Regions from separate parts of the Rattus norvegicus genome. Here region 2 is linked to region 1. A link is a contact called in public Hi-C data. All regions are on one chromosome and are shown on one strand. Each heading gives the region's core, a stretch centred on a gene start, on an enhancer-like site or on the middle of the called end of the contact. The rest is flanking DNA. Distances are from core to core; before and after follow the strand shown.

Region 1 (6,138 bases), core at 3,128-5,627:
AAGGCGACGCTCCTGTCCCACCCACCTCCCAGGACACACACCGGCCCCCAAGTGCCCTCGGCTCACTACCTCCGGGTAAGAGCAGGGAAGCCGGGGAGGCGGCGGCCTGCGTGACGGGGATGAAGGGCACGTTGAAACTGAACTCCGTGGCCGAGGAGGAGAAGAGTAAGTTAGTGCCTGACGAGGAGGCGGACGCTCCGCCACCGTTAGCCTTCCTATCCGCCATGGTTGCAGACCCCCGTCCGTTACGTGGCTCTGCGAGCCCGGTGCCTCACACAGACCGGAAACCGGTCCTGAGCATGCCACCGCACTTCCGCACCTGCGCACGGTGACCACAGGACAGCGACTAAGGGACCGATTTTCTTCCGGAAGCTGACGTCGCCCAAAATCAATAAGGTGGAATCGGCTTCAGACCCAAGCCTATCACGTGACACCCTCGGCCTCGCGATACTAGGCCAGCCGCTGGAATCACAACATAGAGGGGTGTGGCCGATGAGGGTTCTGAATCCTAGAGCTATTTGACGCTCGAAATCGCAGATTCTGAGTTGTTCCGGACGCACTTGAGTTTCTCATGGGGTATGTTTTTGGTTGGTTGGTTGATTTGCTTGCTTGCGAGGCAGGATCTCGCTATGCGGTCCAGACTGGCCTTTATCCTCCTGCCAGTTCTACCAGTTCTGAGATTAATACCACCACACACAGCAATTCTTAAATCTTTATGACAAGCAGTAATAAGAATTGGGAGTAAGAAATTTCTATTGGCTGGATTTTTTTTTTATTTGAGCTAGGTTCCATTAAGTTGCCTAGAACTCTCAAGAGGTCTGACTGCCTCTTCTTCCCAGGTGCTTAAAAGGGAGTGAGTGTTCGGCCACGCCAGGCTACTATCTCCTTCAATGTATGCATCAACAAAAAGTGTCTTTGGTAAGCAATTCTAAGTGGTAGACGATTTATGTTTCAAAGGGGCAGAGAAAAGATGTATAATTGCAACATTCTAGAGGAACTCCTCTAATCTAGGGTTCAAGGACCTATCTGCCTACTACCAGGTTTTGGCTTGAATAAAAACAGTAAATTCTTGCAGGGTTGAATTTCCTTTGACACGCATTTTTACGGAACCAAGGGGTACCGGGGGTAGTAGTGGGGACACTACTGGTGAGTCATATAACATGGCCTTAAACTGCTAGGAACCATGCTAGACTAGAAGTTGGTCAGGAAAATTATCTTGTCTTTATTATAAATAAGCAAGGCTGAGAACCGTATACCAGAGAGTGATGTATGAAACAGACCCGAAATCCTTCCCTTCGGGAGTTTACAATCTGGCAAAACAATCAACTAAACAAAGTAATAATAAACTGCAAGCTTTCCTTAAATGTGCTTCCTAGAATACTGACTTCAGAGGACAGAGATCTAAACATTCTAGGAGAGGGAGCATGTAGCTCTTCATCAGATCATTAGCAAAAAATAAAAAATAAAAAACCCTAATAAAAAGATTCCCTGAAAAGGAAAACTAAAACTGAAGCCTGAAAACTAGTACCTCAAGCCTCCTGAGTGCAGGGATCCCAGAGGTCCAGCCCTGCTGTGCTGTCACACGTCTTTAATCCCAGCACATGGCAGAGGCAGGCAGATCTCTGTGAGTTTGAGCCTGGTCTACAGAGTGGGCTCCAGGACAGCCAGAGCTATACAATAAGAAACCCTGTCTCTACAAAACAAAAAACAAACAAACAAAATTCATAAGCACAGGGATCTATTTCCTGATGACTCCCCTTATACATGATTACCTCAGAAAAACCTGAATTCCAAAACAATCACTTTGCATAATTAACATCAAAAATGATTTTTTTTATTTTAGACCACAACAGGAAGAAAAAAACCTAATTATCAAGAAGAGAAAAAGGACAGAAAAGGGCACAGAATGAGATATACCTTTTAAGGGGATGCTCTGAGTGACCTTCTTCTAATCAGGTCCCTTCATGACTACACTCTTCTCAATTAAGGATCCATTGATGGGCACTGGAGATGTAGCTCAGCCTGGGCTACATAGTCAGTTCCAAGGAAACCTGGGATAGATGATAGATAGATAGATAGATAGATAGATAGATAGATAGATAGATAGAATCTCAGCACATAGATTTAATTTGTATATTATAAGGCACAGAGCTAAAATACGAAATTTCCCTCATTCAATTCCAAGAACATGGCTACTTTCTCTACTGAAAGAATGGATGAATAAAGTGGAAATACCATCTCTCATAGTTACTTTTCTTCTGTTGTGATACAATACTATGACAAGAAAACTTACAAAGATTTTAATTGGGTTTATGATTTTACAGGGTTAGAGTCTATGATGGCAGGGCAAAGGCCTGGTGACAGAACAGCTGACATCTCATGATCTGAAAACAGAAGGCAGAGAGTGCACACTGGGAGTGGTGGGAGGTTTCTGAAGCTAAGTCTGCCGCCATGACACATCTCCCCCCCCCCCAACAAGCCACACCTTTTAATCCTTCCTGAACAGTTCTACCAACTGGGAATCAAGTATTCAAACATTTGAGCCTATGGGGACTATTCTCATTGAAACAACTACATTGTCCTAGCCTTGTTAGCTTTCTCAACTCACAAAGCCAGACGTAAAGTCAGATTGAAATGCCAAGTCCAAATTACCTCTTTCATCCCAAAGCAAACCAGGGTGTCATTCCAAATCATGCTACTTTGGCATAAAGATTATCTTGAGCGAAGGCAACTGAACAGAACCACATATAAGAAAATCTCCTGCCTTCCCACTGTTTGTACAAAAGCAGGATATAGGGTTTCAAGGCTTCCTCCCTCCCTTTCTACCAGAAAAGACAGAAGCTAATCACCTGGAAGAACTTATATAAGATTTTATATACTATGTTAACCATGAAACTCTCATGTTTTGATTTCCTGCAACTTGTTGCCTTTGGGAACTAAGAACTACCTTCTTCTGTCATTTCTCTACAATGTTATTGTTCTTTGTGGATGATTGCTGTATAACCTCGAATTCTAAGATATTAAATTACTTTTTCCCAGTTGTTCATAAACTTGTGGCACACATGTTCATGAACTTAATTTTTTTTTTCAAGACAGGGTATCTCTGTGTAGCCCTGGCTGTCCTAAAACTCACTCTATAGACCAGGCTGGCATCAAACTCAGATTCACCTGCCTCTGCCTCCTGCGTCCTAGGATTAAAGGTGTGTGCCACCACTGCTTGGCTCTTAATATTTATTTATTTGTTTGTTTGCTTTTGAGACAGGGTCCTATGTAGCTCAGGCTGGCCTCAAATTGGGTATGTGGCCAAGGCTGTCTGTGAACTCCTGACCTTCCTTGCCTATATCCCAAATGCTATAATTTAAAGATAAGTTCATTCCAGGGGACCAAGAAAGGCAGAGGGGCAGGTTTGGTACCCTTTCCCTTCTGCCCTAGAGATTCCTGGGTTCAGTCAAAGCTGCCTCTGTTCATCTATTGCCATCTCTCCCTCTTTTATCCCTTGCTAGGGATTAAATCCAGGTGCCTCTGGCATACCAGGCAAGTGCTCTGCCACTGAGAAGTTCTTATTCTTCAGCTATCTAGATGCTATTCAGATCACCGCTACCTTTTTAAAGCCAAGTAGGTATAGATGGTGAAACCAGGGTTTTCTGAGGTACATCCCATACACAGGGAAAATGTCTTCTTTATGAAAACTTGACAGTTCCTAAGTTCTCTAGACTACAGGTTACAGTGGAGCTGCCCTTCTGCGTCGCCCTGTAAGAGTATTCTGATCTGTATGCTGTACAGGTATCTTGCCATAGCTCCCTAGTTGTCAGGTTGGAAGCAGAAGGGCTCTGGGTGTTTTTGAGGTTAGAAACTAAAGGCTGGGCTAGGAGAAAGTTCTGAGTGCTTGCCAGCTCCTTGGCCATATTGAGAAGCCCACAAGGCTACAAAGCCTCCTTGATTAAATCGTTCAGGAAGAACTCACTGAGCTGGGGGCAAGTTCTTTTACAGGATTTTGTGCAGGGCACCTTAGAAGAGTTCTACCACCAGAGTCACAAAGAGATCCGATGATCAGACACCGAATGGCGTTTCAACCCCTAATTTTGCTCAGAGATGACTCTTGAGGTTGGCTGAACTTGTGGCTTTTGGTCCGTGTGCAAGGTCTCAAACTTTGAGCCAATGAGGCACCCTGATGGAGTTTGCCTCCAACGCGCGAACACGGTGACCACTATACTCAAGCACAGTAGCCTTCCTCTGCCCGTCTCCAAGATGGCGGCCCCGGGATTGCCCTATCTCTACCCGTCTCCAAAATGGCCGCCCGCCCCGCCCACTCCCTCCCCTCCGGGAGTGCGCAGCACGCTCCCGCCGCCCCTCCTTCTTGAGCTCCACCCAGGTCTCTGGTAGCGCGGTCGGTGGCCGCGATTTCCCGCCATTGTGAGAAGTGGAGGCTGGGACGATCTCCCCTCCTCCGGTCGCTGGACAGCAGCTCTGAGACACTCGTCACCGTCGCCGCAACCACCTCTCCTTGAGACGCGCGGAGGCCCGTGGCTCGCGACGCCCGGCGCGTGGGAGGGCGCGGACGAGGAGCGGCTGAGCCCCCGAGGAGAAGCCGGGCTCCGAGCGCGCTCGCCCGGCAGAGAAGCGCCGCGCGGGCCGCGCTGGCCCCAGCCCTCAGCGCCATGCCCTGTGGAGAAGACTGGCTGAGCCACCCGCTCGGGATCGTGCAAGGCTTCTTCGGTGAGTGGCGCGTGGCGAGCAGGGCCGGGAGGGGAGCGGAGTTTGCGGGACCAGGCCTGCCGCGCGGCCACACTCGGGACGGCGGTCCGGGAGAATCACTGCCGAGGGCTCGCGTGGCCCCGGGCCTGGCAGCCAAGCAGAAGCAGCGGACTCGGGCCGCGGACGCAGGTGCCACCACCTCCCGTCACCTGCCCGCTGCCGGGCTCTGGCTCGCTGGCGGCGTGGACCCAGCTGCGAGCGCTGGCAGTGATTGACGGCCTGGCTCCCGGCTGGTGGCCTACCTAGCCCGGGTCCTGCAGACACGAGAGGTCCCCTTGCCCACGGAGGGCCCTCAGAGCGGTCGCGAAGAGAAGCCACTGCCTGTGGGAGCCTGCGGGATATTTCAAAACTTCCGGGGTGTGTGTAGGGGAGTGCTGGATCCTTCGCACAGAAGTTCATTCTGTTTCCACGTCTCCCTTGACATCCGAGAGAATGCTTCATTTTTTACCCCTGCTCTGTTGACTTAAAAACCCGTCAGCTCTGTTATTAGTTCCTGTACCAGGGCTAGCTAGAAATGCTCAGCTACTTAGATGAGTTGATACAGAACGAGAGCCGAGAGTGCTGTAGGCAAGCTGAGTAAATTTTAGTTGTAATTGTCATGGTTACTTTTTTTTTTTTTTTTTTTTTTTTTTTTTTTGCTTTACTGGACCTCCAATTCCCATTCGAATCCCTGATTTCGGTGCGCTTAATGACTGGCCGGAGCCACCAGTCTCCGTGGAATGTGTTTTCTGTACTAATGCTCCCACAGGATCCGATTCATTTTACCTAGAATTCTAACTACTCAGGTAGTTTCCCAGGGTGAAACTAAACCCGGTAGATAAAAGGACTGGGTAGACCTTAAGATTATAGCCAGTGAACACACAGTCTGATAAAGAGGAGCAGGGATGTGCAAGCCCACGAAAGAGTAAAACATGGGCTTGGGATATTATAGCTCAGTAGTAGAATGCATGCCTGGCCTGATGATGGTCTGAGTGTAGTGCAGGTGGAGAGAAGCTAGATCCATACCTAGCAATCTAGGGTGGTTTTCAAGGGGTGTGTGTGTATAAGCAGCTTACCTGTCATTCTGTCACCTGGAAGACAGCTCTGTCTCTAAAAAGAGAAAAAGGGTCCTATGTCCCTTCACCAAGTGCTAGTAATTGAAGTTCAGAATACTGCAGTCAACAGTTGAGACTAATAACAGATTAGCCCAGCCAAGATTCAGTTCTGGACTGGCTGAAAGTGCAAATGTGTAGATACATTCGAAGGAAAAGCTCCCCGTAGTTAAAGGTTTGGGACTTACAGGGTAAAGTTCCAATGACCGACCCCCAGAATTCCTTATCCTTTACTTTGAGGCAGATCTCTAACCTGATCTGGTCTCATGGAAGTCCTCCTGCCTCATCCTTT
Region 2 (6,137 bases), core at 3,504-6,003, 1.8 Mb before region 1:
AAATAAAAAAAAACAGTTGCCCTTGAATTTGTAGTATATGTTTACAATTAATCCAAGTTCTCTTTCAAATACACTATATTATTTTATGAATTGTGACAGGGCGTCTGCAGTTCCTATCTCCCATCCTTATAACCCCTACTGCCATTCATTTCCAATGCTGTAATTACCACATTATCCATAACTTATCTATACTTACCCATAAATATAATTACTGAATACAAGTTGCTATTATCTCAAAATCAGTCATTATGTTTGAGCAATTAAGATTTAAGACCAAATTATTTTACATCTTTTTCCTTTGTCTAGAGCTCTTCCTTTCCTTAGGATATCTGAATTACCTGTCCTTCATTGGTTTCCTTTTCCTGAAGAATATACGATTTATTCAAGGCAGGCAGGCTAGAAACACATCCCTCGATGGGGAACTCTGGATTTTTCTTTCACTTTTGAAGGGTCAGTTGTCTGGATATAGAACTCTAGGTTTTGTTTTTCTTAGAATACTCAGAATATTTCATTCCTGTTTCCATGGCTTCGGAAGGGAATTCTTTCCCTTTCTGATTTCATTATTTTCTGCAGTTTCAGTATATGTGTGGAGTGCCTTTTTACTGTAGTGGGAGGGGAGGATGTGTAAACAGCAGTTCTCTTCTACCACGTGGGTCCCAGGATGACGTGTGGATGATCAGACTTGGAAGTAAATGCCCTTACTTTCTGAGTCACCTCATCAGCCATTTCCCTGCTTGGTACCTGTTAACTAATTTTGTTCCTCAGTGATATAAGCTACACGTTAGGTGCTCAGTAGTCTCATATAGCTAGTATGTGACAGGTTGAGCAGCCAGGTCTTGACAAGATGGAGTCCAGTCTAGGTCTCCTGAGGAACACATCTTCCAGGATTTTCCTGCCACTAGTGTTCTTCTTCACTATGCCACTGTCCCCTGCAGGGCTCCCTTCTCTGCCCTCAAGTTATATTGGCCTCAAACCCATTGTTCTCTGCCTTAACTTCCGTTCTCTCACAGAATCCTTTGGAGGGAAAGGAGAATGTCTCGCTTCCCTCCCTGTAATTGCACTGTGTGGGCCTGCTAGTCCCGCACAGAAACCCTGCACATTACCAGTGCTTGGTGCTTTCCGGACCAGTGTTACTGAGTTACTGAAACTGAGCAGTGTTATCAGCTTCATTCTGTTCAGTAAGAAAAACAAAAACAAAGACAAGTCTGTATTGCTCCTTTAATAGAGAGAAACAAATGCATTGACACTTGGCTTTTCCCTTCTCTCATCTGGCCTAGAATAGAAACAAGTCTTTGGCTTTTAGCAAAATTTAGCCACCCAGGAACCATTGTTTTACATAGGTCTACACCTACTATGTATTATGGCTTTGTTTTCCCCAGACAGGGTCTCATTGTATAACCCTGGCTGACTGGAACTCACTATATAGATCAGACGTCAAATTTACAGTGATCCAATCTGCCTCTGCAGTGCTAGGATGAAAGGCATTTTTCTTTTTACTACCGTTCATCCCTTCTGTATGTCATGTTGCATGGCATTCAGCAAGTTCGTCAGCCTTTCTGCCCGACGACGTCACCTGGCCATGCTGCTGTAATACAAGGTGAATTAACATACATGCCCAAGGACTCTGGACATTCTCATTATTGTCCAAGGTTGGAACATCCTCCAGCACACTGGCTCAGGCTGAGGCAAAGTGAGAGTACAGTAGCTTCCTTTTATCTTTTTATATCTATATTATTATTTCAAGATACCCCGTGCATATCTGCAACTGTAGACAGTACTGAATCCTATATATGTTGTTTTCCTCCCCAAACTATGCATATCTATGATCAAGTTTAATGTATAAATTAGGCATAATAAAAGATTAACAATGACAGGAACATAACAACAATGTACCATAATAACAAAGTGTGTGAGTCCAGTCTATGAAAAACTAAATATCGTTTTGAGTCACGGTAGCTCTGTAGCTCAGGCTGGCTCCCAATTTGTGATCCCCCTGCTTCAGTTCTCTGAAGATGTCTTATTGCACTGTATCTTAGCAACCTCAGTAAAGAATTTTTTTCTTACTAAGTGTAGAGTTTTGTTTTCACTTTTTCTCTTAAAAGAAGCAATTTCTGGCTGATTTTTGGCATGCTCCAAATGCCAGCATCACTATTCTTATGCTTTGATGTCAGTTGGTAAATAAGGGCTACAGAGATTGCAATACACTGACAGTCAATAGTGGAGAGTAACTGCTGGGAGGTGTTATACAGCATGGAACTGTGGGACAGATGAATCATGTGCCAGGCAGGTAGGAACATCACCTGCCACAGAAGGACGCCTAGCTTAAAACTTCTGATTTGTTCATTTTAGAATATTATACACTTTAATTTTGGTCAGTGGTTGACGATGGATAACAAGTCAAGAAAAGTGAAACCAGGGGGTTGAGCACTGACTGCTCTTCCAGAGGTCCTGAGTTCAATTCCCAGCAACCACATGGTGGCTCACAACCATTTGTAATGGGACATAAATAAAGTCTTTTAAAAAAAAAAAGAATTAAAAAAAAAAAAAGTGAAACCAGTACTGGTCGTGGTGGTGCATTCCTTTGATCGAAGCACCTTTTGATCTGAGGCAGGCACATCTTTCTGAGTTTGAGGCATGTCTGGCCTACATAGTGAGTTCCAGGATAGCCAGGACTGCATAGTAAGACCTTATCCTCAAGGGGAAAAAAATGAAAGGAAGGGCTGAAGACACAGCTCCATAGCTAAGAGCACTTGCTGCTATGGCAGGGGGCTGGGATATATTTCCCAGTGTCGACAAGGCAGAGCACAACTGCTTGTAATTCCAGTTCCAAGGGGTCCCATGCCATCTTGTGGATTCTTCTAGCACCAGGCACAAACTGGTGTGCACATACATACAAGCAAAACAATCGTTCACAAAAATAAAAATCTTTAAAGAAAGTGAGATCATTTCTGGGGTGTGGGTTGGTTAAGGTCAAAATGCCTTTCTTTCTACCTTCTATGTAGTGCAAACTTATTTTGGGGGGTCAATCCATTGATTTTTGCTATAAAAAATGAAACAGATGAAGCATATAAAAATATGGGCACTGGAGCTGCAACAAGGTATCCTCTGTATTGCAAGGTCACCTGTTAGGTTCTTAAACAACACTATGAGCAATGTAGGTCACCAGGTCATGAACCTTTAAACTTGACTAGATACATCTTTAGCACAGAAAACCTTAGAGTCAAAAAACATTGACATTTCTTTTAAAAGTTTATATATTTAGCCAGGTACAGTGGTGCACACCTGGGATTTCAGTACAGTGGAGCCTGAGGCAGGAGGGTCCAGAGTTCTAGGTCATCCTGGGCTTCATTAACAGTGGAAAAATAAGTTTGTTCACTGGCGGAAGAGATGGCTCAGTGGTTAAGAGCACTCGATGATCTTGCAGAAGACACAGAGTTTGGTTCCCAGCACCATGTTTCATCTTACATGGTGGCTCAGAACTGTCTGCCAGTCGGGGTCTCAGGGTCTACAATGCCTTCTGGATTCCTCCAGCATTGGATGAAGCTGGTACACATGTCTACATGCAGGCTAAACACCCACAAACATAATTAAAAAAAAAAGTTTGTTTCCTGATTGCACTTTCTAGACATTGCAAAGAGGAATTAACCTTATTGTCGACTATGGAAATTATGCCAGACAGATTTAAACGTCTGTGTACCCAGAGGGAAAAGCTAAGGAATATTACCTTGGTGGAAGTATGCATTCATATTTACACTTTACCTCACACCCTTATTCCCTGAAACATGCTCTTTAAAACTGGTTGCAAATTGGAGATCCATGGAATGAATTCAATCTATGTACATGTTCGGCCTGAAGAGTTCAAAGATTTTTTTTTTTTTGAGTGATACTTAAAAATCCCTTAGCAGATAAAAGTAGCACTTCGTTAATGGGCATTTTGCTGTAGCTAAGAGGTGTTTCGATTCTAGAAACCTCACTATCAAGCCAGCTCCAGCTCACCATTGCTTACAGGTGGTGGTCAGGCGCAGTCGCAGTCGCAGAAGTTAATCTTCAACCAGAGAGCGCAGAAAATGACTAAATCACAACCTGGAGCCTCAGTTTCCCTATCTATAAACGAGGCTGATACTTTGCGTCAATGATAGGGATTGCTGTTGATTGAGCAAGTGAACTGCTGGGCACTTAACACACGGTTCAGAGACGCACCCTGTAACCCAGGCTGGCGGCCAGAGGACGGTCCTGGGATCGGGCGGAGAGCCGCGAACCCGGCAACCCCCGCGCTCTCGGCTCTCCCGCCCGGGTTCCCCGCGCTGAGAGGCGTGGCCGGTCCTCAAACCTACAGCGGCGGCCATGGCCTCGGTGGTGGAATACAAAGGGCTGAAGGCCGGCTACTACTGCGGCTATTGCGAGTCCAGGGAGGGCAAGGCGTCGTGCGGTGAGTGTCCCGTCGTCCAGATGCCCGTGGCCGGCTCCAGCCAGGATTTTGCTCCGTCCTAGCAGGTCTCTAGCACGGGGTTTAAGCCGTTGGTCACCCGACTCCAGCTTCCTGGTCCTATTGGTCTCTCCTCAGCCTGCTTCCTTCCCATCCCGGTCTTCCCGCCCTCACCCTCACAGAGGGTAGCCGCCCCTCACCGAGGAAGAACGGAAATAGCGGAAAGCTGCCCTCAGTCAACATGGCGCGGGCGGCGTCAATCACGTAGGGTGTCAGGTCCTTCCGGTCCGCGAACGCTCGAGTGGCTTCGCGCGATCTTCGGAGGCGCGCGCGCTGCATTGTGGGGTGGGAGGCAAAGGCGGAGGGAGATAGCGGCAGCTGCGTAGAACTGGGTGGCGCAGCGGCGGCGGTGCCGAGGAGATGGCTTCCTGGAGCGCGCCTTCGCCCAGCCTTGTAGAGTATTTTGAGGGCCAGACCTCCTTCCAGTGTGGCTATTGCAAGAGCAACTTTGGCAGTCGCTCCCATGGTGAGCGAGCCGGACCGGCGGGCGGGTGCTTCGGGGTCTGCGAGAGACTTAGGTGGCCGTAGCCTGGGGAGCGTCGATAAGAACCGGGTTGTCCTACACCCTTACTCCCTGGGCAAACGGCTGCTAGTTTGGAGATGGGAAGGGAGATTGGGAGGCTCCTTGGAGCTGACGGCTGCCCTTTATTCATCCTCGCGGCCGCCGAGGCCTCCTGCTGCCTGTGCAGAGGGGCGTGTGCATGCACACCTGTTCACTGTCATTCTGGATAACGTGTCTGGGAGAACTGACTGGAAACCGGGGTCTGCTTGATATTTTGATAAGAATATTATATATATATATATTTAAATCACGGATTTATACCATGTCATTGTGCCAACCCACCTCGAAGACCCCAACCAAAGTGGTCAGGATTTAGGTTTCTTTTCTTTGTAATTTTTTTTTTTTCTGGCTTTCCGAGACAGGCTTTCTCTGTGCATCTCTGGCTGTTGTGGAACTCGCTCTGTAGACCAGGCTGGCCTGGAATTCAGAGATCCGCCTGCCCCTGCCTCTGGAGGGCTGGGATTAAAGTTGTGTGCCACCACCACCGGGCTAGGATTCAGGTTTCTTAAGAAAGATTTGTTTGTAAATCGAATATGTACTTAGTGTCTGTCGTGTCATGATTGGCAAGTACAGAATCTAGGATGAACGATTTAGAATAACCCTGCAGGTGAAAAACAAGGTAACTATGAAAATATAGATTTAGGTTAGACATTTGTCCATTTTGAAAGAGTTAAGCAGGGAATGATTCGGCTGAGCACGGTATGCTGGTTTATGGATGCATTAAAAGTTTATTAGGGGGAGGTATATTATTATGTGAACTGCGGTCTTGGGTAGACCGTTACAGAACGTACCGATTAGGAAGACCAGTTAAGTAGAAAAATGCTTGGAGCGTAGGATTAAATAAAATAAACAGGATGCAGATGGTACACGTGACAAACTGAGAGGAATAAAGCCCAAATAAGGCCAAGAAAGCACATCGAGTAATGACAGTGGCTGCCTTTGAATGATCTCATGAGGTACTATTCTTTTTCAGAATTTTTATATTCTGACTATAATATTTGCCAATAAATGTGACTGAAACTAATACTTTAAAAGGGAGGACTTATCTCACCCCCTTTCCCTCCCCAGTAATTGCATTAGAGAAAATTG

The links. Hi-C and Micro-C count contacts between places; a contact is called where the count stands out from the background.
Region 2: a contact with region 1 is called in a Hi-C map of liver, with 6 times the contacts expected there. The contact joins the promoter of Ate1 here to the promoter of Mcmbp in region 1. A contact is called at or near these places in 3 of 12 Hi-C or Micro-C datasets (kidney and liver).

What each region holds. Positions count from the first base shown.
Region 1 is chr1:192,745,620-192,751,757 of GRCr8, reverse strand. It overlaps Mcmbp (minichromosome maintenance complex binding protein), which reads left to right and starts at 4,377. Exons shown (of 16, transcript NM_001039608.2): 1 at 4,377-4,716. The coding sequence starts at 4,659. It overlaps Sec23ip (SEC23 interacting protein), which reads right to left and starts at 377. Exons shown (of 19, transcript NM_001134859.1): 1 at 70-377. The coding sequence starts at 226.
Region 2 is chr1:194,509,357-194,515,493 of GRCr8, reverse strand. It overlaps Ate1 (arginyltransferase 1), which reads left to right and starts at 4,753. Exons shown (of 12, transcript NM_001398757.1): 1 at 4,753-4,952. The coding sequence starts at 4,847. It overlaps RGD1563285 (similar to RIKEN cDNA 1700022C21), which reads right to left and starts at 386. Exons shown (of 3, transcript NM_001402466.1): 1 at 339-386. The coding sequence starts at 349.